Regions from separate parts of the Mus musculus genome. Here region 1 is linked to region 2. The links are chromatin contacts, called in public Hi-C maps. All regions are on one chromosome and are shown on one strand. The core of a region is the stretch at or near the end of the contact, and the rest is flanking DNA. Distances in the headings are between cores, read along the strand shown.

Region 1 (5,792 bases), core at 1,701-4,200, 130 kb after region 2:
GAAGCACTTTCTGGGTTTGGCTGAGCTACCGACGGGATTTTAAAATGTCACTTCCCAAGTCACCAACTATTTGTGTGTGTTTTTACTGCCTGTCTGCCACAGCCAGGACACCATGTGCAGTTCCTGCCTGTGGGTCAGTCAGTGGAGAAAAGCTTCCTCAGTACACAGTGCCTCCTTCAGCCCTGGACATCACCTGCTGCCCATCCCCAAGAGACACCAGATTCGCAGCTTCTTCCACAGAGTTTCATTGTTTGCATCCTGCAAGAGCATCTTACACAACACAGTTGGCAACTCACTAGTGAATTTTCAATCCTGAATGTGGAATTTCGCATAAAAGCAGGTGGTGTCACAGCACATACAGCAGCGCTCTATTTTAGCCACTCTTTCTCCAAGTCACCAAACGTCCGGAAAGAGCGGGAAAGCAAACCAAGCCCTGGATAGTAGTACATGTCTCCACCCACTCCAAAGAAGGAAGGTGGTTTCAGGAGGAGACCGTGGCCTTGAGCACTGGGGTCTGTAGGTTTTACTCCAAAACTAAGGTCAGAGTTCACAGCTCCAGAAGCTGGGTGAATAGAGGAACTTTCTGTACTCTGTGGTCATTGATACATTGTAGATTGTACTGTCTGAAGTCACAGAATTGCAGTTATCATAGGATACAGCACAGTGCAGAGACACAGACAGTTCTCGATCTGAACCATGCTTATCTTGTCTCAGATACATCATTAGGTTCCCAAGCTTGACGGTCTCCACCAGAACGGGGTGTGGTACACACCTCCAAGGTAAGATACGCTCTTAGGCCAAAGGATACCTCAGTCACCCTCAAGGAAGGCACTGGGGCCACACCCTCTAGTTCCCAGACTGAAAAAATCCAGGAGAACCATTCTCTGTCACCCATCCTGACCATCTTCCCCACCCAGTGTCAGCTGAATGCCTTTCCTCTGCTGAGAGAGAGAGAGAGAGAGAGAGAGAGAGAGAGAGAGAGAGAGAGAATATTCCCTTTGTGACAATGTAAAGTTTTGCTTGATGAAAGATGCCCAGACATTGGACCACTGTCCCCAATCATAAATCTCTCTCAAAGAAGTTCTACACCCCATTCCTTCAGCCTCAGCAGAAACCCACAGCACAAAATTCAGGCTATTACTGTAAGCCCTCTGTGCCATCAAGCTGGCCTCCTGAGTGGAATCCCGCGTGGGCCTCCCTTCATTCCCCATGAGTTGTGTACCTTTGTGAAAACTGAGTCAAGTGTCCTATGGCTTTGAACAGATTGTAACAGATGAACAGTCTCCTCAGAGGGGATCAGTCTGTCAGCCCATCCCACATGGAGATCTAAAGGGTCCCCTACTGCTGGCTCATCAACTCCATGGCTCCATCAATGGGAAAGGATGCTACTGAAAGTCAGACACTCAGGTGGGCCCGGCCAGTAGTCCAGCATCTCAGAGCTTCTCTCTCTTCACCCATAAGCCAAGGATGACAGCACTGGAATCTTCTAGCCCAGAATCACCCAGGAAAGAAGTCAAAAAGTCCCAGTAGTGGAAGCTACAGCAATCAGTTGGTCCCATATTGTTTTTGTTAAAAGCAATATGATTTTTATTTTAAAGTCTTTTCCACATTTCAGCTTGCTCTGGGAAGCTGGGAACTGTCCTCAGGTCCCATGAATCCCCTTGAAGCTCTGAGACTCTGGGGTTTTCATCTGGAGTCAGCTCGGGGTAGGGAGAGAAATGACTTCTCTAGGGTGTAGTGTGCCCACTGGTGCTCATACAACTTGTTCTTGAAGTCCACACCAGTCCCTAAGTTTGCCTGGGCTTTTGTGAAATTCATTTTTCTTAGCCTTTCTCCAGTACTCCAATGAACCCTTCCCATTGGCCCCACCCTTGCATTGATCCCATGGTAGCTTGAAATAGATCCCCAAATGGGCTGGCAACCATCCAGGAACTCTCTTCCATCCTCAGTGAGAGAGGGCCTGAACCCCACCCAGCATCCTCATGGCCAGGGAATAGCCCTTGGGCCTCCCAACTTGGCACAGGCCTCTCATCTGGACAACCCACGGCAGCCCAGTCCCGAGCTTTGCCTTATCCACTGGGGAAGTTGCTCTAGTATCACATTGCGCATGCTTTAGGCCTGCAGTTCCCTTAAGCATCCTCAAAGGACAAATCCTACAACAGTGACTTCAGATACCTAAAATGATGAAGCAGCAGCCTTGATGGCCATGGCTAAGCAGCTCCGGCCCAGCCCTGCAACTGGCACCAGTATCTCTCCAAACTCGGAAGACAGCAGTTTGCCTGACCAGCCTCTCTGCACTTAAGAGTATACCCCTACCCATGACCCTTGGAGAACCCAAAGAGATGAGCTCTCTCTGGGGTCCACTCTGCAGGTTGCCCTATGCTCCCATCAGATGCCTCTGCAAACAAAGCAGCTGGTCTGGGGAAGGAGAAGCGACTTTTAACAAGCCAGCTGGAGGAGAGCACCAGTCAGAAGTGCATAGCATGCAGGCAGGGACACACAGGACACTCCCCGCAGCAGCAAACCTAGACACAATCGGACAATCCGTGACCTTCAGCAGGTTAAAGAAACCCTTGTGCCACAAAGGAAAGAAAGAGCAGCAGACTCCTAAAGTATGTCCAGAAAACTGAGTGACGGGGTGATCGTAAGAGCCACTAACTCACTTCTGATTGAAGTGTTTCCCTCATGCCACAGAGGAAACGAATAAGCAAAAACTCACACTTACCCTGAGCGGACCTGAAGACGCGTGTCCCTGGGCTTCTAAACTCAATCACGCTTCACCAGGATGCATAGTGTTCTCTCTTGCTAAGTCTCCTTTTCTTCCTGCAACCCTTCTCCACCAAGGAACAGAGGATCCAGGATCAGAAGACACAGTCTCCTCTTGCAATCCTCGCTGGAAGCTGGAGCCTAGAGAACTGAGCAGCCTTTGGGGAAAGGCTGAACTCCAAACTGGACAGGGTCCAGGGGTACAGTCAGGGCTTCCTCCTGCTCCTCCTCTCGCTCCCGCCTCTCTCTCCCTCCTCCCCTGCCTTCTTCTCCTCCTCCTTCTCCTTCCTTCCTCCAAACCCCTCTTCTCCCCTCCCTGCCATAGGACAGACCCAAACTGTAAATGAAAACCAGACCTGGGGCTCTGTTGCTTCTGGCCTGCTCTGCAAGCTGATGTCACCTATGAAGGCCGTCTTTGCCTTACAAGCATTTAGCTGGACTCCTGCAAACTCCAGCTCTAAGAAGGGGGGTGGGGGGAGGAAATGGACCATGAGCTAGAAGGAATTAGATTTTTCAGTCATTGGTTACTGAGGTAAGACTAAAGTGTGGTAAAGATGAGACCCGAAAGAGTCGGGGAAACAGCTTTAGCCCCATGGTTCTTGACCTTTCTAGGGCTGCGACTCTTTAATGCATGCTGTGCTGACCCCCAACCATAAAATTACTTCATTGCCACTTCATACCTGCAATTTTGCTACTGTCACGAATCATAATGTTATGAATTGGATATTCGACCCCCATCAGGGTCACAACCCACAGACTGACTGCCAGAGGCCATAAAATGTTTAATGCCTGAGCAAGAGGACCTGAGGTCTGTCCCCAAAATACACATTAGAAATTTAAAAAAAGAAAAAGCCAATGTGGTGTCAAACCATCACTGGGAAGGCAGAGAAAGGCAGATCCCTGGGTCTTACTGTCAGTGAATTTAGCTGAATCAGTAAGTACCAAATAAAGACAGAGAGAACCTATCTCAACAAGAAAGAAGGAAGGGAAGGAGGGAGAGAAGGAGAGAGGAAGGGAAAGAAGAACAGAGAAGAGGAGAGGAGAAGCGAGGAGAGGAGAGGAGAGGAGAGGAGAGGAGAGGAGAGGAGAGGAGAGGAGAGGAGAAAGATGGAGGGGCTGAAGAGATGGCTCAGTGGCTGCTCTTGCAGAGGACCTAGGTTCAGTTCCCAGTACCCACATGGGAGCTCACAACCATCTAGGTCCAGGGGATCTGACACCCCCATCAGACCTCCAAGCCCACAAGGCACATACGGTATACAGACATAAATGCAGACAAAGCACTCATACACATAAAGTAAAAAAAATTAAATAGTTTAAATGCACTTCAATAGCTACAAAAAAATTAATGAATTTGCCACTTCTACCCATCACCTTTTAGGCCAGGCCTCTGCAGGAAAAAGAATGAGTTTTGGAATTTCTCCGTGGGTATCCATGGTTTTCAACCACCATCAGAAAGAAAAACAGGAAATGCAATCTCCCCCCCTCCACCCTCACCACACCCTCCCATTTCTTCTTGAAGTTTCTGAACTGAGACCTCGCTTAATAATCTCTCTTTTCAAATATCAAACCCAGCAATTAGCGTCGTCTCCTTGGCTTGCCGCTAACCAGAGTTCTGTTTGCCAGCGCGAAAGGCAAGAGGGCAAGAGTTCTATACATAATGATCCTGATTGTGAGGTCTCCTTCTGGGCGCACACTGGGGTGGGGGCGGTTTTCTGGCTCAGACTCCTACAGAAACTCTCCAGTGGGAACACGGGTTTCTACAGAGCTTTGTACCTTTCAAAGCACTTTAAAGTACATCTCTCAAAAACCTCAAGGACCTCCCCAACCTGAAACCCTTTCATACTGGAAAGAGGGGTACACTTGGGTGCCAGAGAAGAACACGGGTTCCTGCTGTGTCCTTCTCTACTTTATTCCCTTGAGACAGGCCTCTCACTGAACCTGGAGCTCAGCTGTCAGCTGCCAAGCTTTGGCAATCCAATCCTGTCTCTATCCATCCAGCCACACACACACACACACACACACACACACACACACACACACACACACACACACACAGCTGAGGCTGCAGGTGCACACTTGGCCACACCTAGTTTCTTAAGTGGGGGCTGGGTATTCAAACCCAGGTCCTGATACTGACATACCGAGTGCATACCGAGTGCTCTCCACTCCACCATCTCTCCAGACCCCATGAGAATTTAGGTAACTTGAAATTATGCTCCTGTTTTGAAGGTGAGTAAAGTCACATCCCAAGAGGACAGGTGACACTGTTATGATACCCACTGAGTTAGTAGCAGAACTCGGGTCAGAGCCCCTACGTTTCTCACCACTCAGCCATCCAGTGGCTCACATGAAAAGTTAGATGTCACAAAACATCGGGAGCTATCTGTATTTTACTAGGAGATCCCATCGAAGCCATGTGCAGAAAGCGAGATCACTAACTCCTTCCATGTGTTACCTCCTTCTGATAGAGGGGAGACAGGAAGGCAACACCCCAGAGAGAATCTCAACCCTACATCTCCATGGCTTCCTAATGCTCTGCTGCTGAGAATGCACTTGCTGGGTGTGAGGTGGGCAATGGGCATGCAGACCTGAATGGGCAGAGGGTGGGGAGGGGGTTTCCTCATCCACCTCCTTTAAGTAAAAACTGGAGCAGAGGTTCTAGGCATTAAACCATGCTCTTCATGTGACATGGGGGGGGGGACAGCATTCTCTTTGTCACATGCTCACACCCCAGTCCTCTCTGTACCATGCAGTCATGGGTCCTGGCCTCACAGAACACCAAGGTGCTTGCTGCCTCTCCCTTGTGTGGAGTTCAAGATTAGCACTAGGGAGAACCATCTAGCCCATGGCTTGCCTCTGCTACAGATAGACAACTTTTAATGACAGCTGAATACTGTGAGCAGCTCACCCCACTGAGATCAACTGAACCAGCACTTTGCACAGGGTCCCACCGGTGGTTCTCTCTGTCAAGTCCAAATGCAACTGTGCTTTTTCAAAACAGCTACTTCCTTGCTCATTATTAGACG
Region 2 (6,489 bases), core at 1,792-4,291:
ATCTCAGGATTCCATGAGTCTGGCCACAGACGTCATGGTTTGCTCAAAGTCCCCAGTGCTCTACACTGCAGCTCACCCATTGTACTCATATAAGCCACACTTGCCCACTCCAACCTCAGATCTGCAGAGTTAAAGATGCTTGTACTGTGGATGGACTACACAGTCCATAGCTCTGGGCTCTACATGAAGCTGGTAACCTTGCAAGTCACTCAGCATGTGGATCAATGCAGTGCCACAAACCACGGGAGACATTCAAATTACAAAGGGAGCAGCATAGCTCTTTATCTTCCTCTCTGTGACAGGTGTGAGGTGTGGCAATTAGTCAACAGAAGAATACTCTAGACTTACCAAATCCCCAAACACCATCAGTGTGGCAAATACCTGAGTCTTTGTCATTGTCTCTCACTGTCCATCACAAATGTCTCTTCTGCAGCATCCAAAACAGTTTCTGTTGTCTTTCTTCAGGGGGATTAACAGTGCAACACTGACAGAGGAGGACGGTGTCATCTAGTGGGGTCTAGGATGATCAAATTCCTCATGTACGTGTTGTATGTGCTATGTGTATGTGGTATGTGGTAGTCCCCATAGGCTCACATGTTTTGATGCCAGGTCCTCAGTTAGTGGAACTGTTTGGGAAGGATTAGGAGGTTTGACCTTGTTGGAGGAGGTGTGTCACTGAGGATGGGCTTTGGGGTTTTGAAAGTCCATGCCAGACTCAGTCTCTCTCCCTCCCCTACCCCTACCCCTCTCCCCGTCCCCCCTCACTCCTCCCCCTCCCTTTCCCTCCCCCCTCCCCCCTCCTCTCCCTCTCCGTCTCCCTTTCCCTCCCTCCCTTTCTCTCTCTCTCACACACACTTTTTGCCTGCTGCCTGTTGATCAGGATGTAAAGCTCTCAGCTACAGCTCTAACACCATGCCTGCATGCATGCCACCACACTCCCCTCCACGACAATCATGAAATAATTCTTTAAAATTGTTAGTAATCCCCCAGTTAAATGATTAAAAAAAAGTTGCCAAGGTTACAGCGTCTTTTCATAGCAATATAACAGTAACTAAAGCAGTATAGAATAGGTAGTACATGCTCAGAATAAGAGACAGCATCTGTGGGGAACACGTGGCTCTATGCACTTATCAAAAACCCATGGAAGCAGATGCCATGAATAGTGAATTTTACTGTACATACTTAAACAAAAAAATCAGCTACAGTTGTGCACAGTGGTGTGTACCTACAATCCCTGATACTCAGGAGGCTGAGGCAGAAGGATCATTTGAGCTTAGGAACTGCCACCAGCCAACATAGTGAGAACTCCCTTCTCAAAAACTTAATTAATCAAAATCAGAAACAGCGCTTGGGGGACCTAAAATAGAATGGTAAATGTGTCTGATCTTCCTTTAAATAATAGTTGAATCATATTGAAGAGAATGGGAAAGAAAAAACAACATAAGTCATTTTGTAAAACTGTGTTGCAACTAAAGACAAGTACTGTATTCTAGTCAGTAAATATGTTTCTTGGTGAGTTCACAATTCTGAATCTATTTTATGCACCTACTAGGACACAGATATGTAAATACGGTTTAGAAAAAAAAGCCAATGTCCCTCTGCAAATAAGAAAATGTGATGGCTGACGCCAACCCTGAACTGTTCTACTCACATCGGATACGGTGTATGTTTTAATAGCAAGAAATACAGATGATCATAGATAAATACATAAACGTATCATATTGAAAAATGGTAGGTAGGTGGATAGATAGGTAGATAGATAGGCAGATAGGTAGATGATAGAAAGTAGACTACATCTATACAGTAAATATAATAGATAATAGGTATATAATAGATAATTGATAGATGATAAATATATACATAGATAATAGTTAATTGACTTATAGACAAATAAATGATTGTAAATAGTATATATATATATATATATATATATATATATATATATATATGATAGATAGATACAAAGTCAAACACATATTTTACCTGTGCATTTTTTAACTTTGCCTAATGTGGAACTAAAAGCATGAAATACCACTCTGACAGTGAGAACACTTAAAACCTAGTTTTAAATGCTGTTCTACAAATCAATGAGACAAAGTCCCACTGCGGGAAGTGACCAGTTCCAGGAATGGGTCAGGGGGTGAATAAGATGAGCCCGGAGCATTTTGTTAAGGAAAAAAAACAAAAATGAATATGAATTTGTGCAAAGGTTGGGGGCCATCTTGGGGAAGCTCCAAGGGCCAAATTGGAACAATGCCAGTGTTTACTAAAGACGGGAGCTAGTCCTCTGCTGGGTGAGTAGCTGGCAAAGGCTTTTGGCTAACTGCTCACTTGCTTCTTTTTCCTTTCCTGTTTTCAGTTACACAAGATCCAATCTGTTGGCTGCTGGTCTTATTTTCCATGTTCCTGGAGTCTTCAGAGAGCCCTTACCTATGCCAGTGAGTTGAAGTATACTCTATACCTTTACCTAATTATTGTCAGGTACCATGAGTTACTTGGTAAAAACAGAAATAAAACATCCTCATACAAGCATACAGTGCCCTAGGATAGGACAGGTGAGCTCAATCAAAAAGTTCAGACAATTTAGCAAGAAGTTCTCAGGAGACCAAGTCATTCCCAGGTCAAAGGACAAGCAGAGATAAGAGTATTGAGGAAATATTCTATATTCTCAATAAAAGAGCTAATTGTGTCACAATTAAGCCCAGCTCTAAAGACAGCACCTAGAAAACGGATCACAATTTTCTATAATGTAAGAAGCCGAGGGGAAACTGTGCAAGCATTTCTTGTAAGGAAAAGAGCTTAATGGTGCTTCTACTACATGCTCAGGCTTCTCGATTTTGCTGCCCCAGATGGCAGGATCCATGTAGAAGCATGTTGATAGGCTGAAAGCAGTGGCTACAGAATTATGTCAGTGGGTAAATTTTGTAGTGACTGGCAAGTTTGTAGTTTGATGTAGGAATGGATGGAGAGACTATGGATAAAGGAAAGCCTCCAGCTTTGTGCCCAGAGTTCTTGTCCATCTCCACAGAGCTGTGCAGGCCAGGCTTACTCAGAGTAGCCGAGAGCCTTGGCAGAACACCCTGTGATCCCATCAGAACATGAGCGTGGGAGGCTGATGAGGAGCTGTTAACAGGCATTTCCCCAGTCAGAAAGCAAATTTCTCGATACCTCCCAGCTTCTGGAGAGGTCTGAGGCTAGCTGCTCCACTGTATCAGGGTTGGGGGAGGGATCATAGTGGCAGCCTCTAAAGTGGCTCACTTGCTTCAAGAAATCAGGTCCTCAGGTACTGTGACTCTTCACTCTTTTGCTTGGAGGTACTCTGGTGAGACAAGAGCTAGGACTGGTGATATCTTTGCTGCTCTTTGTTTGTTTGTTTGTTTGTTTGTTTGTTGTTTGTTTGTTTTTGGTTTTTCGAGACAGGGTTTCTGTGTAGCCCTGGCTGTCCTGGAATTCACCCTGTAGACCAGGCCTCGAACTCAGAAATTCACCTGCCTCTGCCTCCCAAGTGCTAGGATTAAAGGCGTGTGCCACCACTGCCCGGCATCTTTGCAGCTCTTAATTCTGTTGTCTGTATAATTATAAGGGGATTTGACAAGACGCCTGAACCTTGGCTGAATCAGGCTGAACTTGCCAATGCGGACACTTTTACAAGAGTCAGAATTTAATGTTCTAGCTTTCACAGCTGGGATGGCTTTACTAGTTGGCTTTGTTCATCGACTGAATTTGGATTTAATGGTGACCTACATCCAAGGAGGTCATAATGTCAGGACTTCTGTAGCGTCGCAGAGAACAGAACACAAATGCTTAAAAGGAGGCAAATAAAGAAGTGGGTTTCATTAGGTAGAACCCACCCGATTTCATCACCACCCACTGCTCAGACATGGCACTCAGGAATTATCTGTCATCAAGTCACTTTTGAAATTTCTACCTCTGCTTTCTCTGGTAGCTCAGACAAGAAAAGAGACCTGTTGCCAGCATAATCTCCCTAACTTTGTCCAATAAGAATGAAGAACTCTCAGGGGACTGAGGGCAGATATTAGCATGAACCATCAAGATAGAGGGAAGATTGTGTATTGAAGTATATTTCTGTAATCCCAGCACTTTGGAGGTTGAAACAGGAGAATCACACAGGCTTGGTCCCAGCCTAGGCTCCACAGAAAATTCTAAACCAGCCCAGCCCGTCAACATTCATTCTCTGCTAAGGTCCAGCTTGCAGGTCACATGTTTCACAAAAGGAGAGTTAGCTACCCATGGCTAACAGAGGGCTTTGCTCCAGTACCCGAAGGTAGGACATTTCTCCTGTAACAGCCACAGGCTCCAAACAGCCACTGTCATTGCAACATTCACTATTAGCTCTACTGGACTCCATAGCAGCTCACAGTGCACATAGCCTAAGTCTTTTGGGGAGCCTTCTCCTGCTCTGGATCACATTCAGACCAGCAGCTCTCTGGGTTACCCAGGGAAGGGCAGATATGATACCCAAACGAGGAATGTGTTGCTCCCAAAGTCCAAAGAGGCCAACTAGGTGCTCTTTCTCTCCTTGTTAGCTGTAGAAAGGTCCATGTGCAACAGTTCAACCTTAGATGTTCTGGCGAATCTGAAACTACTGGAACCCTTGAATCTCCCGCAATGAGTGCTCCTAAGCTGGTACCATATTCACTACCCAATCCAGACACACAAAGCGTGCTGCCATAAAGTAGGCAGAGGGTGGGGCTTCTCCCTCAGCAGCTTTAGTCAGCACAAGCTCATTGATCCCATGGGCCAGGGTGATGTCTTGGGAAAGGAAAGTCAAAATGACCTAAGACTGAATTATGATGCTGAGCTGGGGGTTGATGTGCATCTGTGTGTGTAGGACTCTGGATGTACAGTACTGATCTAACACTAAATGACAAGGTAGTGTGAGCCTATGGGAGTAAACTAGGCTTGATTCAGCTTTGTGGTAAGAGGCCTCAGCAGGTAAGGATGCTTGATGCCAAGCCTGGTGACCCGAGTTCGATACTCAGGACCCACATGATAGAAGAAAACCGATTCCTGCGAGCTCTCCTCTGACTTATACAGGAACACTGTGACACACAGGAGGCCCTCTCTACAGTGGATACGTAAATGTAGAAATAACGTGATTAGTTATTATGATGGAAATGCTGAAAGTCAAAATGAAAGATCAGTAGAATGGCCTCTGGGTTCCAGGAGAGGAGAGTGAAGCTAAACAGATGAAGCATTGAACTCACAGCATAAAGCAGTTCTCCATGATATGCATTCACAGTATCGAGCATTTGTTAAAAAAAAAAAAAAAAAAAAAAAAAAGAGTCCACACACTTCCAGCACAAAATAGGAGCCTTAAGTACACAGATCTAAAAACATAATTTTGGAGGCTGGGGGATCCAGGGAGGGATTCCCATTGGCAAAAGAGCTGGGCTCTCTGATGAAGGTCCAAAGCCAGCAGGAAAGGGAATGGATGGTAACTCTGCAAGATAGTAGCATGTATGGGGCTAAGCCAACGACATCACACACGGGCCCGTGCTCTCTACAACAACGCTGTCTTCCAAGAAACATAGGCTAGCCGTTGTAATACAGTGTTCCACAGTTACTAAAACTGAGCAGGGATAGAGTGGGTAGAAACAGGGACTCGAGGAGGAGGAGAGCGAGCAGGAGGCAGCAGAGAGCAGCATGTAATAATTAGAGTGGGATTTCAGAATTCAGCATGAGGTCATTTCACTTTAATGTAAATCCAATATTTACCTACAGAACATCTATTGGTATGTATGCCAGCATCCACATGCTTCTGTTGGAGAGGAGGGCTGTCCCCAGTCTCAGCAAGGATGCCTCTCCCTCAAGCTTTACTGTATGGTACCATGCTGTGGCGGAAGTGACTGGAGATCAGAGGGCAATGGCTGACTCTGGTGCTGGAAATGAAATATAGGAGAAAAAAATATTGAGGCATTTTGTAGTGCTAGAAATAACAAAAGCTCAAAAGAAAGCAGAACTCTACTTTTATAGGGCCATGTTAAAAAAAAAATAGCATAGGGCCAAGTTCAAGAGCTGCAACTGGTCAGAACTGGAACGATTCAAGTAACAAAATGAACAGCATTAGATCATACGCCAAAGCATAAAACAAAAAGCCACCATTCAAACTCCTAAATGGAATTAATAAAAGGGTAGGGAAAAGAGAGACATACTTTCCATGCAGAAAAATTCTAAGTAATTAAATGTGGATGTTCCATCCCAAAAAAGGAGACGAGCCTCTTTGCTCCCAAAGTGTGGGCTGCACAGGAGATGAGATGGTCTTAGCAGTGGGAAGGTTGGATCTACATCTCAGCCAGTGATGGGACTCAGCGGTTCTTGTTAATGGCTTGTACATCTCATTCTGTGCTGGGGACGGCACTGTGATTCCCAGTTCTCAGGGATGGCAGGCTCACTAGGACAAAACTATCCAATCCCAGTAGTGTTATATCTAAAAGAGCAGAACAGCATACACAAAGCTCTCTATGG

What was found. A called contact is a pair of places that touch in the nucleus more often than the background predicts.
Region 1: a Hi-C map of uterus shows a contact between it and region 2, with 4 times the contacts expected there. The contact joins the promoter of Col6a3 here to the enhancer-like site in region 2. A contact is called at or near these places in 3 of 39 promoter capture datasets (the 3T3-L1 cell line, stem cell-derived epiblast-like cells and trophoblast stem cells), 1 of 15 datasets of contacts at CTCF or cohesin (the NIH/3T3 cell line), 4 of 484 Hi-C or Micro-C datasets (adipose-derived mesenchymal stem cells, nephron progenitors, stem cell-derived neurons and 1 more), 5 of 115 datasets of contacts at active chromatin or transcription factors (astrocytes, double positive thymocytes, embryonic fibroblasts and 2 more) and 1 of 9 other capture datasets (pancreatic islet).

Annotation. Positions count from the first base shown.
Region 1 is chr1:90,841,021-90,846,812 of GRCm38.p6, forward strand. It overlaps Col6a3 (collagen, type VI, alpha 3), which reads right to left and starts at 2,951. Exons shown (of 44, transcript NM_001243008.1): 1 at 2,726-2,951.
Region 2 is chr1:90,707,675-90,714,163 of GRCm38.p6, forward strand. No RefSeq gene overlaps it. Among named protein-coding and RNA genes, the nearest start is that of Gm35332, 7.0 kb to the left of the region's middle. Within about 2 kb of position 3,042, at least 13 of the 459 cell types and tissues checked have an H3K27ac peak or open chromatin away from gene starts, as enhancers often do. A contact at or near this core is called in fibro-adipogenic progenitors and uterus, where this site is marked.